4 separate regions of the Mus musculus genome follow, and regions 2, 3 and 4 are each linked to region 1. Evidence: chromatin contacts called from public promoter capture Hi-C data. All regions are on one chromosome and are shown on one strand. Each heading gives the region's core, a stretch centred on a gene start, on an enhancer-like site or on the middle of the called end of the contact. The rest is flanking DNA. Distances are from core to core; before and after follow the strand shown. Region 1 holds the start of Ostm1 (osteopetrosis associated transmembrane protein 1). Region 2 holds the start of Cdc40 (cell division cycle 40). Region 3 holds the start of Ak9 (adenylate kinase 9). Region 4 holds the start of Mical1 (microtubule associated monooxygenase, calponin and LIM domain containing 1).

Region 1 (3,342 bases), core at 445-2,944:
ACTTGGTAGACTACTTTAAAGACAGGGTTGGGGCTCTGTTAGTACACAGCTTGTCTAGCGTGGACAAGTCATGGGTTCTATTCACAGCTGCATAAAACCAGACCATAGTGACACGTCCGTAATCTAGGCACCTGGGAGGGGAAAGCAGGAGGGGTCAAGTGATCCTCTGCTACTCGGTGAGTTCAAGGCCAGTCAGGGCGACAAGAAACTTCATCACAAATAAATACATTAATTAAATTAAAATAGAATGAAAAGACTCCCTAAAAACAGCTTATTTAATGTAACTGCTCAAAATCAAATACAACGCTGCATATTAAAGTCATAGAGAAAGGAGCGAATCTGAAAAATACTGCATGCACTCCTATTTAAACTGCCTTGAAAGCCAAATCTTTCCACAAAGAGTGACTCTGGACTTTACTTAATGCAAATGAATGTCCCCATTTACAAAAAAAAAAAAAATCTGCTTAGTAACATTAGGCTAGATTAAAAACAAGATACACCTATTGACATTTCTATTTAGTTTAGTCAATTACGACCTCTAAAGCAACTGAAGCCACATTTTTCATGAGACTACTTGGCCCCTCAGGACGCAAGAACCATTTCCACCCCCAATCCCTGTGTCCTCCTTATTTTTCCTTTACCAGGCAACCCTGTGACTCTCACGGTGGCCGACACCGTAATCCTTTCCTAATTTATACAGTTCTTAGAGGCAAAGACTGTGTCTTCCTCTTTTGGTTTGCCTTCATTAAGTCCTTCACATTACCTTCCAAGTGACCAGGAAAGCTCTCGAGTTACAGAGAAGGCAGACTATCCTAAAATGGCAACTCACCGACCACGAACTATTACTGTATGTCGCTTTGTGTGGCCTCTCTTTGTCCCCACTTTCCGGATGAGAAAACAAGCAGAGAATGTCACTAACTTGCCAGAGAACAAGCTGATAAACAGGATGGAACCGAACTCAATACTTTGAAAAATAATAAAGGTCACACTGATAGAAACTGGTGGCTCTGGGTATGTTCGCTGCAATGTTCCAGCAAACCTGTCCCAAGAAGATGCCGGCTTACAGCATCCAGGGGGACAGCATTCCAAGCCATAAGCCCCTAAAGTCACCCGCTTGTTTCTGATACCCTAACTCCACAGACCGTCCAATGCCGTTTCCTTACTTTCCCAACCCCCCCCCCCCCCAGGTGCCGAGGCTGCTCCTCTACCCACCCCGATGTTTCGGCTGATGTTGTCCATCTTGATTGCGACCTGTTGGAAGAGCGGGTAGCAGGTCTGGCAGAGGCGCACGGGCCGAGCGCTGCGCACCATACAGGCGGTCAGCTCGGCGCTGCTATTGGCGAAGTCCATCAGCAGCTCCCGGCACTCAGGCTCCAGATCCGGCAGGTCCGGAGGTAGCAGTGACAGCGGCCCTAGACCTCCGCCCTGCAGCAAAGACAGGGTCAAGTCCTGCACCTCCAACAGCTGCTGCTCCGACAGCAGGTCCGCAAAGCCTGGGTGCCGACTGCTGGTGAAGGGGAGCGCGCACAGGGCGCACCTCCACCGCAGCAGCTGCAGCAGCAGCAGCGCCGGCAGCCACCGCCACGGCCACCCGCTACTGCGCGCCAGCTCCGCGTCCCGAGCCATCCCCGGGCCGGACTGTAACAGATAGCTCGCCCGGTGCTTCCGACAGCAGCCGCTTCCGGCTTCGGCCGGCGCAGGCCCTGAGTGGAGTCACGAGGTGAGTGCGTCACGGCCCCGCCCACCTGCCTCCGGAGGCGCGCGGGTGTGAGCGCGCCCCGCTTGGAGGTCTGTAGAGCTGCTGCAACCCCAGTGCATCCCAGGCCTCCGTCTTGCACGCTCTGCACCCTGCAGTTCCCCGCCTTCCATGAGCCTGTGGAGTTTGTTCTGGTTGCTGGAACTCCAGGGAGATGACTGCCGAGTGAGCTCCCAGAAAAACCCAGTAGACTGATGGTTTGGGCAGGTGTTCATTTTCATTGGCTCTGGATTAGTAAAATTTCTTCATCTCCTCTGGAGAGTGGATAACATCCGTTGGCAGTTCTGGTTTTGGAACTTGTGGCTTCAAAAGGCTTGATTGATTGATTTTAATTCTCAACTATCTACCCCGAACAGAACTTCCTGGGGTGATGAATATAGTCCACGTCTTAGTTAATAGGGAAGCCACTACCCACATGTAGCAGCTGAACCCTTGAATTGTAGCTACTACGATGATAGAACTAATTGTCCAATGTCACTTAATTTAAATATAACTATCTGACTAGTGACACCTGTGTACGGCTCGGATCTGGGTGTAGTGTTTTAGCGCAATAGAAATCCTACCTAATACATACACTTGAGCATACCCCACTATGTTATTATTATATATTCTATATTATACGATTATTATACCATATATTACATAACATATTGTAACATAATATGTAATATTAATATATAACATGTAATATGTGACACGTAGCATTTTATGATATGTTGTAATATGTTATATTGTATATTATGTAATGTATAATATATGTTATGATAATAAATATGTATACATTATATAATATTAATACATATAGGTATTTTTCTTCTTGGAGACAAGCCTCATGTAACTCAGGCTAGTTCTCTAACACACTAAGAAACATGTTTGCGCTATACCAGAGAATGGCCTTGAAATTCTGATCTTCCTGCCTCCCTGCTGAAAGTGCCACCATGTACCCCCATTGCCAGGTGTTTGTGGTGCTGGAGACCAAACCCAGGGCCTGGTGTGTGCTAAGCAAGCAAGCATTCTGTCAACCCAGAGACATGAGAGAGAGAGAGAGAGAGAGAGAGAGAGAGAGAGAACCATAATAACAAATCAAAAGAAAGCCTATTAATAAGTCATTGCAGTAGACACTGGAATAAAGCAAGAGGCCAGGATATAATGTGCTCAAGAGTAGGATGTGAGGGGTGGGGACATCCATGTAGAGACAGAGGTATGGGGAGGAGGTACGGGATGTGGATCAGTCGGAGAGTTGGGGGGGGTAATAAAATATGGAGTGTAAAATAATTAATTAATTAATTAAAAAGAGAAAGAAAGAAAAAAAAGAATAGGATAGGAAAAAAACCATTGTAGGGCCATCCAGCAAGATGGTTCAGCAGGTGTTGTGTTCATGGTTCCAGGGGGCTAGCATCCACAGCGGCAGGGGAGGCAGCAACAGGCTGGAGCAGGATACTGAGAACTCACATCTTAAACACTGAGCACAAGCTGAGAATGAATGGGAATTGTGGGAGTCTTTACATTCTCAGAGCCCACCTCCAGTGACACTGCATCAGGGCTGTACCTCCTAAACCTTGGCAAACAGTGCCCCAACGGGGGAC
Region 2 (3,342 bases), core at 216-2,715, 1.8 Mb after region 1:
AGGAACCTCCCCATTTCCAGGCATCAAAAGAGCCAGCACCCTCTCTGCCTTCTCTTCCAAACTGGAATATAAAGGGATGCCCGCACTCGCTTTACCATGGTCGTGCAGAGAGCCGCGGCGCAAAGACCCGCGGCCAGGGCTCGCTTTTCAGAACCGCTGGCACGCCGGGCGAGCCGAGGGCTCCGCGACTGGCTGCAGCCTTCGCCGGCGCCGATGCACAAGGGCGGAGCGGCGGGATCGGAGCCCCGAACCCCGCGCCGCAGGTGAGAGCCGCAGATGCTGCACCCAGAGCAGCCTCGGGCCAGTCCCCGCGCCCGAGATCCCACGCCTCGTCCTCCACGCGCAGCCCGGGCTGCTGGGCGGCGGGCGCGGGGGAGCCCGGGATGGGGGCGGGGGCGGCGCGCCCATCCATCGCCGCCGCTGCAGACCCCGGCTCATCCACACGCCCCTCTCGGCTCGGGTCGGTGGAGAACAGTTCCCTCGTCAGGACCCCGGGAAGAAAAAAAAGGGACAAAATCCTGAGAGACTCGTGCTCACCGCGAAACCGTGGGGGGCTCGCGCCGTACCCCTTCTACATGCTTCGGCGGCTGCCGCCGGTCCGGCTCCGCACTGGGGCGCCACCAGGAGCCCCTCGGGAGCGTCGGGCTGCGGGATGGAAGCCGCGCCGGGCACTGGCTGAGGCGCCGGGCCGCCGGGAATGCCGCCGGGGGCGCCCACTGCTCGCCCGAGCCGCGGTGCGCTCGACGCGCGAGCGAACAACACCGCGAGCAGCCGCTGCCCTGCGCCGCCCCCTCCCCGCGCGACGCTCCACAACCGGGCGCGGGGACCCGCGCCTGCAGCAGGGGGAGCCGCGGGGCGCTCTCCGCCTGGCCTCACGACCTTTCCCCGGAGCTGCACCGGACGGGTCCCAGGTCTCTGAACTTAGGATTCGCACTCTCCCCTCGAACCCTGCAGGGCGTACGGCGGCATGGTGGGAGAATGAGCATCCACCCACTTACCCGTCCGTGGGCAAGAGGACGGCGCTTCCCCCTGTCCTGAGGCTCTGTGGTATTGCCCGATCCGCACTTTGGGGGAGGGGGCCGGAGAGAACGGTGCTGGGCTCGGGAATGAGGGAAGATGACATCCAATTGAATGAAGCATCCTCTTGGGGGCGGGGTCGAAGGCAGGCCCCCTCTGCCGGGCTCCACCTCCTCGCTCCAAACTACATTTCCCATGGTGCCGCGAGCTCCTCGCCGCACTGTACGCCGGGAGTGAAGGTCCTCGAGGCTTCAAACACATCTCAGGACTGGGTCTTTAATCAACGAGGTCCTGAAAGTTACAAATAGTTGTAATCCCTTGTGCTTCTTTAGATAAATGTTTGTGAATCTCAAGTTTTGATACAGTTATCTCAATAATAAAGTTTTTTTCGAGAAGTTATAAATGATTTTTTTTAAAGGAGGTAAATATCGAGTTCCATGACAATCTGACAGGACCTGGGAGACGCTGCTTCTTCCGCCTTGGCCTGGCCTTAGCAGAGAGTATCTGTTGCAGTCATGTCGGCTGCGATTGCAGCTCTAGCTGCTTCGTATGGCTCGGGCTCGGGGTCCGAATCGGATTCGGACAGTGAGGGCAGTCGGTGTCCGCTGCCAGCCGCGGACTCTCTCATGCACTTGACCAAATCGCCTTCAGCCAAGCTCTCTCTGACCGTGGCGGTGGACTCGGCTCCGGAGGTGGCAGTTAAGGTAAGTGTTTTGGACACTAATAAGCTCAGGAACTGCTTTCAGCTCGTCTCGGGTTAGAGGCTGGTCTACCTTGGCGCTGAGAAGTATGTAACTAGCGTTTACATCTCTTCCCACATCCTCCTTGACGATTAGAAGTACGGAGCAGCTCTCCACTAACCCCTGTCCTTCCTATCTCCGTCGGATAAAATTAGTTCAGGAGAGGAGGAAAGTTTGAATTTGTAGACTAAGATGTAGCCTTATTAGATCAGTTATAAGTTCAGAGCATAGATAATATTGGATCAAGACTTTCAAACTAGAATTTGTACCCTCACTAGAAGTGAGCCACGGCCAGGCACTGTTTTGTTTTTGAGGAACTCGGCACGAATCCTGGCTTCACTACTTTCAAATTACACAACGTTCTTTTGTACAGTTGTGCAATGAAGATAGCTGTATAAAAACATATTTATCGGGGGGTTATTGTAAAGATTGAGTGAAATTATATGGTAAAGATTATAGCACAGAGCCGAATATCTATCTAGTGGAAAGCGATACATGTTAGCTATTGTGATTCTTTGTGTTAATACAATGAATGGGAAAAGGACATAAAGTTTAGGAAGTAGCATGCACGAACCCAACCGAGGAAGTTGATAAAGGGGGAAACCCAGTTCTATAGTTCTATAATATAGTTCTCTATGGAGCATGTATTGTTTCCCAGTAACAACAGGATTAAAGCCACAAGGGTCAACCAACCAGAACATCTTTGCTATCATAGTTCATACTGGAATCATTCTCGTGGGTGAAACAACCAATTAAATGTGGACAAATAAAGTAGTTACAGATTGAATTGAACACTGGGTGTCCGGGGGTGGGGGGTGGGGTGGGGATGGGATGGGGTAATAACCACAACAAAGAATAAGGTAGAAGTGTGATTTTTTTTTTGTGTGTGTAGATTGCTCAGACAAATCCTTTCTTAAAAAAATAAAAATAAAAAAATAAAAAGTTGCCAGGCAGTGGTGGCACATGCCTTAATCCCAGCACTTGGGAGGCAGAGGCAGGCAGATTTCTGAGTTCGAGGCCAGCCTGGTACAGAGTGAGTTCCAGGACAGCCAGGACTACACGGGGAAACCTTGTCTCAAAAAACCAAAATAAATAAATAAAATAAATAAATAAATAAATAAATAAATGAAATGTCAATTCGAAGAGAGAGAGACCACGTTAGCTAAAGCAAGAGTTTCCAAACTTAGGAGAAGACTTAGTGTGTCTTGAGCCCTTTGAGAGCATCAGTCTGTAGTAAGCCCTGTGTGAGTGAATGACCAGCTCAAAGACTGACGAGGGAAAAGAAGAAGATTTCTAACTAAGCTCTCCCTGGGTCTTGTTTGTGTCATTTATGAAGTTGAAGTTTTTTATAAGGACATCTGGCATGAAAGAACACTGGGAAGTCTATCTTTAGAACAGAACAAAGCTCTGCCAGCCTATGACTTTCCAGCAGCCTTCCCCGTGTGTTCCTTAGACATTCCAACTTTCAGTGCTATGCATTGTTCCCCTGATTTGTCACAGGGTTCCCCACCCCAGCTCAGTACAGTCTAGCCTTGGCTTCTTGATTAATTACTTGGTGGAAATGGTGTTCCAGGCCTTTTGCAGT
Region 3 (3,342 bases), core at 531-3,030, 1.4 Mb after region 1:
GGTTGACCTGGGCAATTGTGATTGATTTGGGAAATTTCTCACAGTTTTAGACTCTGGTGATAGCAGACTGGATTTGTTTGCTAGGAGAGATGGTTGTATCAAGGATCTCAGTCAAGGTTTTTCAAAACTAAAACGATTGTTATCAACTGGTCCCTTTCGGGCCCCACAAGTCCATGAGGAGTTGTACTGGCAGGGGAGGCAGGTTTGGTATGATAGAGTTGGGATTGCAAAGGTAATCTTAAACTCAGGATTCTCTGGGATGTATATTCATGCCATGACACAGGGATGGAAGCAGGGCAAGCAGCTTAGACTCACATTAGTTTTGACCAAGAGTAAGGAAGACCTAGAAATGTTAGAGATGGAGATGAGTGAGCGGTTAGAGACCTGGGGTTTTGCAGCTGACCTCATTAACTTCTCGAGTTACTGTCTTCAGGGACTGGTGATGGGCTGGGCTGGTGTGACCTTGGTGTGGGGACAGTGGGTGTGAGTGGTTACAGGGTGGAGTACAGCAGATCTCTCCTCATGCATGTCAGGCAACTTTTCTAGGTCACTGCTGGACTTTTGGATACCAGCATGTGGGCTCTGTCCATGAACTTCCTCCAGCTGCCACGTCCCCTCTGTTTGAGCTCAGGCAAATTGGAAGTTCCAAGACACCGAGCTCTGCCTAGCAGGCTTCAACCAGTAATACACGGGAGTTGGCGAGTAAACACAACGTCCCTCCCCGCCTGCTCCCCCGAAAGGGAATGGTTCCAAGGTATGTACTCCCCATTTCCCAGTGAGTTTAGCTGACAGAGAAGCTTGTGTGACAATACCCCCTTTTCCAAGAGCCCCTCCCTGCCCAGCTTCTGTTCCTGGGATCACCCTTATAGAAACAACTTGGCACATTTGTTTGTTATCAGTTTGGCTCCTGGGTGATGTAAACTAAGAAAATTCTCAAAGGGAAGTGCTCCATTGTAGTATAAAATAATAATGGAAAACAATATTTGAAAATCAGAACTATTTATTTTTAAAAAGTGACTTTCCTAAACCAAAATGCTCTGCAGATGTTTAGCTTGCATTGGGAAGAGCTGGTTTCCATTGTGAAATGGAAAAGTTAAAAGATGCAGTTCAAGATGGAGATAAGTGGATCTCTGGGGCTTGCTGGCTTAGCCTCTGGCTTACACGCACACGCACGTACCCCCCCACCCCCCCACCAGCATAAAATGCCATAACTGAGACTCCTGCCCTCTTTCTTTCTAGTTTCTCAATAAAAAAGATATATCAAACTGAAACAAAACCAATAATAGATAATAGATAATCATACTCTAAAAACCTTGTAACGTCCTGCCTTGAATCTACAGCAAACTTTAATATCCTCTTCAGCTATTTGTTTGTATTTTAATAATTACCTTTTTCTTTTCAGTATGAGAGCCCTCTAGCGGTGAATTCTGGAATATAGCGAGGGGTCCCTGTGAAACCTAGCACTTCCTGCCTGTGCTACTTTAGCGGCCACTGTTACCCTTTGGGGCAGGCAAGTCTTTAGTCCGCATTTGTGAGATAAATACCTTAGCTAAAAGGAGAACTGGTTTTGAAAAGTCGATTTATGAAGAGATCGTGGTTTAACTTTGCAAGAAAAGCAACTGGTGTGGGGTCCCCGCCGGAAGTGTACTTTCCTGCAACTGATGGCAAAATGCACCCAGAATGTGGACAATTCCCTGCCTCTGCTTACCTGTGGACCGGGGACGCGACAGCAGCTATCTTCTGAGGCTCTACTGAGGCTCTAGGTAGCTGTTAGGCGGTTGCCTTGGAAACCTGTGGGCGGCGTGCAGAGCCTCTTGGAGGGCGGGGCCTCGGGAGGTGGAGCTGTAATTCAAAGTGAATTCTTAAGCCTGTGTTTAAATGTAGTCATAATTATAAAACACCTTTCCCAAAGTGTAGAGGTGACCAACAGAGCGAGTGCATATATTACCTACTTATGCCCAGACAGCAAACGCGAAAACCTTATCTTAACTAGAACTGACTCTTAACAGCAGCGCGCTCGCCCTACACAGCACGGTCCCTTTTAGAATTCAGACCGTTAGCCTCACACATAAAATGTGCAAATACCAAAGGCGCCACATTTATGTAATTAAGAAAGATTTGTGGGCCATACAGCCACAATATTAACTTTATTGACTTTCGTGGAGATAAAATAGGCGACAAAACAGGGGAAAATCACAGGCATCCAGGAGACAGGTTTCGGGAAAATAAAGAGTATATAGGAAGAAACAGACCAATTACAACACGGAGAAACCGCTCCAAAAGGAGAACCCAATCATCTGATTTCTTTTCTTTAAAGGTCAACATAAGTCAGGTTCTTTTTCTTTCTTTCTTTTTTTTTTTTTTGCCTGCCCTTAAGAAAGATGGCACCCTTAGCGTCCGCCCTCAGCAACCCCGTGATCCTGTAGCCCCGCCCCTCCGGTTTGGGCTGGGCTGGTTGGGAGGCGGGGCTGAGGGAATCCGGAAGCAGCCGGCGAGCCCGCTGCTGAACGTTTGGTGTTCTGACACTGTTTTTGTCAGCTGTGTCTGGTGTGCTGGAGGTCTGCGGGGTCTCCTCGCTCTGTCTCCAGGGGGAACCCCGCCGCTGTCACGACCTGGGCCGCGGCCTGGTGCCCTGTGGCGGGGCCGCCATTGGCTGGAGCCATGCCCACGGCCGCTGCCCCCATCATCAGCTCGGTCCAGAAGCTGGTGCTGTATGAGACCAGAGCTGTGAGTACCCACAACGACGGGACGGGGCGGGAGGACTGCGCTGCGGGGATCGGGGCACCCTGTGGGGTCGTCGGGAAGAGGCAGCACCCCGTACTCCCTCCTCTCCTCCCAGCGCCGCTGCAGGCTCGGCCGCCAGGGCCATGCAGTCAAGCACTGGATGGTTTGCAGGTCTGTCTTGCTTAGGAACATGTGGCTGGCTGGAAGAAGTGCGTGCAGACAGGTGCTGTGGCACACAGGAACTGCACACAGCTTCTGAAAGAGTTCCTCTTTTCTGCTTTCCCATAATCTTGAAGTTCTTGAGTCCACTCCTTACAGTAAAGTCAGGGGGTATGAAAAAAAATGTGAACTTGGCCCAGGTAGCTTCTATTTTGCGATTTCATGGTATACTATCACCGTGATTGGTCTTAATCACATGCACTGTTTTGCTGGGATTCGAGGTTCTGTGACCCGGACGCATCTGTTAATAGTTCTCTGGCTTGCAGAGCGGTGCTAATAGAACTTATTTTTTTCTCATTTCTGTGCTTGGGAAACAAAGTTGCTATAGTGTGGTTTATCTGAATCTGGCCTTCACTATGATATTAGGGTGTGAGTATCTCGTTTGGTATATTCAGTGAA
Region 4 (3,342 bases), core at 524-3,023, 1.2 Mb after region 1:
TGCTGGGTTGGTGGAGGCGGGTGATGCCATGTAGGGCCCCTGTTGACAGCAGGAGCAGCTGGGAGAAAACCCAGTGTCTGTGGGAAAAAAAAGAGAAGGCAAGATTGGAGGGAGGGAAAAGAAAGGGGGAGGAGCCAGCAGCGCAGGCCGTTGTCACAAGGGAGCTCAGGGTCCACCTCTGATTGGTTCTGCTTCCAGTCCACTCCCAGGCCATGATCCACACCCCCGACCCCTTCTGAGACAGCAGCTATCTCTTATAAAGTGAAATTCGCCAAATTTAGAAATGAAAACACAGTAGTCCTGGGCACAAGGATGCTAAGGGAGCCTCCTGTCGACCAGTGTCATGGCAGCTTTCATATGCGATCTCCGAGGCCCAGGGGACAAGAAATTGTAGTGGGCGTTCCCTAGGACCTGTAAGTAGGACACGGGGGAGTTTCTCAGCGGGCTGCCAGGGGTGGGGTGGGGGCGGAGGTTTCCCTTCTTGTAGACAGCAGGAACTAACACCCCAGTTCAACTGCGGCTGCCTCACAGACACACACCCATTTCTTCCTAAGTCTCTGTTCGCCAGCGCCCTTTGGCGAACTTAGTGCCACGCTGGTTGTAGGATGTGCCTCTCCCCAAAGGCAAAGTTCTTTTCCACGTGCTTGCCTCCTGACAAGGGGCAACACTGCCTGTGTAGATTCCACTTCTCAGCCACCCAAACTACCCTCACAAATAGCCTGAGAATGTTGTGACTGTTGTCTGCATGACAGACCTTCTGACTCACTGTGGTCAAAACACTTCCCCTGAGAAGAGATTGCGTCGCTGCTCCAACGGGCTGTGGGAAGGAGTGGGGTTAGCAACCCCTTCCGCAGACCCTCACATCTAATCGACCCCTAGCCTCACTCCCACGGCGTTCCTCTGTGCTCTCCCAGGAATCTCTGGAGACAAGGCCTCTCTTTGTACCCCTTTCCTTCCCTCCAGCCCACACGCAGCTTAAGGGCTCTTGGAGGGCTTTCTCACGCTGCCACCGGAAGAGATGAAGAGTATGGGGGGATGGGTTGCTCTCGGTGGGAGAGGCAACTAGGTGGTGGGGTGGGGGGGTTGTGGGCCGATCTATCATCCCCCAGCAGCCCCTTCATTGCCCGCGTAGTAGGAGGAGGCAAAGGTTGCCCTAGGGGGTCACTAGGACAAGAGTGGATAGATCTTCAGAAAGGACAGGAGTCCCTCTTGGAAGTGGGAGACTGGGGGTTGGAGCGACCTCTGCTAAAGGAAATAAAAGAGGTACCCAGACTGGAAACAAGCACAAAGGATGTGCCATTGGTGGAGCGTCTAAAGGGATGGAGAGCTGGACCTTGAGCAGCGGGGGTGAGAGCTCCCAATACTCTAGACAGCAAAATCTGCACAAAGGCGCTCATCTGGGTAGGGCCGGCAAGAGGACCCGCCAAACCAGCCAGGCGTGGCTCCCTACCCCATTTCCCCGGAAGCGCTCCCCACCCCCTTCCTTATCCTCACCCCCAGCCCAGCGAGCAGGAGGACGCACAGCAGGCATCGCTGGATTACTTACCAGCGTTTCTGGGGCTGGAAGAGCCGCTTCCTGTCGGAAGGGTGTCCCAGGCCTAGGGGCAGAGGAAGGGGTGGCGCAGGGAAAGCAAGAGATGCCTGGTGGCAGAAACCGGGGAGTTCCAAAGAGTTTGGACCGCAGCGCCAGCGCAGAGCACAGAGGAAGACTTACTCCGAACCTCCGTACTCCGCAGTCCTCCTCTGGGGACAGCCTGGGTCCCGCCCACGCCTGCCGGGTGGTGCTGTAGGGCGTGGTTCTGCCTACACCAGGGGCTGCTGGGGGCCTCCAAACGGTCTGGCCAGGCAGGGACAGGGAGAGCAGAGACTTGAGTGACCGTGCCTGAGTCCGCCCCGGTGGTACCCACGCTGTAGGCCACTTCCAAGAGCTGGCCGAGCGGGCGCAGGCCTCCGGCAAGAAGTTTATTGAAGCTGCAAGAACCGAGAGTGGCGCCAGATGTCTGAGCTCTCTTCACCTCTCCCACCGATAAATTCACACCCCTGGCGCCACAGGCGATCCAGTTGCGGGGGTCCATCTCTCCTGGGACAGGTCGGCTGGCTCCCAGGCTCAGGCTAAAGACAAAGCTTAAAGTCCTGGTCCACATCTTTCAACCAGGTACACACACAACCAGGTGTGTGTGTGTGTGTGTGTTTTCAACTAAGAAAAACAGGATGGTAAGGGTATGTGGGAGAGGATAAAACTTCAATGTGCAGAACTAAAGTCAAGACTCAGACAATGCTAGGGAACTTTGGAATCAAATTCTTAGTATTTCCTGTTAAGAAATTGTAGCATGAAAGGAATTGTTCAAAATCAAGCAGCTTTAAAGTTAATAAAACAGCAGTTCTCATTTATTGCATGAGCATTAACAAAACCTATTTTACTGAAATGTCAATGAGGCTTCATGACTGCACATGTTCACCAGCCAGTGGCATGGATGCTATCAGCCCCAGGCCTTTCTGGATCCCAACCTACCACTGTTAAACCACGGGACTGAAATAAGGTTTGACATCATGAGGAAGTAAAATCGCTACCCCAGAAGTGCTTAACCTAGGAAAAAATGGCTACATCTCTCTTCTTGAGGTCCAGGGACCAACAAAAGCCAAGGTCCAGTGGCTATCTTTTTGGGTTTGTGTTTGAATAAATCATTTTGCATTTTGTCCAGATATACTGGGGTACCCAGTAAGTCCTGAGCTCTAAACACACACAGCTGCAGCTGATAAGAAGGCAGAGAGAGAAGCAAGAGGAAATGCCAGCCCTCTGCCAGGAGAGGCCAACAATCCAGCCAGGCCACACACTTTGGAAGCCAGGAAGCCTTTGAGCTGGGCCCACTTGTGTTCCTGAGAGTGACATCATTTTGCTTGGAACAAATTTGCAGAATGTCATACACACCCATACTTAAACACACAGTGTAAAAAATGTTCTAAAAAGCCCAGTAGAGATGGGCTTCCGGCTTTCAGGATCATGCCTCTCCCTTTTATTAGCAGATGGACTACAGCAACTTACTGTGTCTTGTTTACAAAGACCCAGGTTCCCCCAGAGACTTTCAGTTGTAGCCAAACAGGGTTGTGTGGCTCTATGAGCAACAAATTTAAAGGCTGTGAAGGCTGCCTTTTAAAAGGATCACAGAACGAGTTCCTCAGCTCTTAAAAACCTGCTGATTTCCAGCTTTCCTTGCTGCTAGTTAAAGACCCACCTTAGAGCCACAGAGCTTCAGGACTCCAGAAGGTCTGTCTGTCTGTCTGTCTGTCTCTCTGTCAGATTTCTGTACCAGGCCTACTGTGTCTCAAAGTCACCACCAGCAC

The links. Promoter capture Hi-C pulls out the DNA fragments that hold promoters and counts their contacts. Capture Hi-C pulls out chosen DNA fragments and counts their contacts.
Region 2: a contact with region 1 is called in a promoter capture Hi-C map of liver, with 3 times the contacts expected there. The contact joins the promoter of Cdc40 here to the promoter of Ostm1 in region 1. A contact is called at or near these places in 3 of 39 promoter capture datasets (liver and pre-B cells), 1 of 115 datasets of contacts at active chromatin or transcription factors (astrocytes) and 1 of 9 other capture datasets (liver).
Region 3: a promoter capture Hi-C map of adipose tissue shows a contact between it and region 1, with 4 times the contacts expected there. The contact joins the promoter of Ak9 here to the promoter of Ostm1 in region 1. A contact is called at or near these places in 1 of 39 promoter capture datasets (liver) and 1 of 9 other capture datasets (adipose tissue).
Region 4: a promoter capture Hi-C map of embryonic stem cells shows a contact between it and region 1, with 2.4 times the contacts expected there. The contact joins the promoter of Mical1 here to the promoter of Ostm1 in region 1. A contact is called at or near these places in 2 of 39 promoter capture datasets (embryonic stem cells and liver) and 2 of 9 other capture datasets (adipose tissue and liver).

The regions. Positions count from the first base shown.
Region 1 is chr10:42,677,268-42,680,609 of GRCm38.p6, reverse strand. It overlaps Ostm1 (osteopetrosis associated transmembrane protein 1), which reads right to left and starts at 1,694. Exons shown (of 6, transcript NM_172416.3): 1 at 1,213-1,694. The coding sequence starts at 1,626.
Region 2 is chr10:40,881,266-40,884,607 of GRCm38.p6, reverse strand. Cdc40 (cell division cycle 40) reads left to right here and starts at 1,465. Exons shown (of 15, transcript NM_027879.2): 1 at 1,465-1,721. The coding sequence starts at 1,533. Wasf1 (WAS protein family, member 1) reads right to left here and starts at 781. Exons shown (of 9, transcript NM_001379453.1): 1 at 538-781.
Region 3 is chr10:41,302,372-41,305,713 of GRCm38.p6, reverse strand. It overlaps Ak9 (adenylate kinase 9), which reads right to left and starts at 1,780. Exons shown (of 40, transcript NM_001370813.1): 1 at 1,709-1,780. Fig4 (FIG4 phosphoinositide 5-phosphatase) reads left to right here and starts at 2,473. Exons shown (of 23, transcript NM_133999.1): 1 at 2,473-2,727. The coding sequence starts at 2,662.
Region 4 is chr10:41,474,745-41,478,086 of GRCm38.p6, reverse strand. Mical1 (microtubule associated monooxygenase, calponin and LIM domain containing 1) reads right to left here and starts at 1,773. Exons shown (of 24, transcript NM_138315.2): 1 at 1,547-1,773; 2 at 1-77. The coding sequence starts at 30. Gm51797 (a long non-coding RNA gene) reads left to right here and starts at 47. Exons shown (of 2, transcript XR_003948996.1): 1 at 47-413.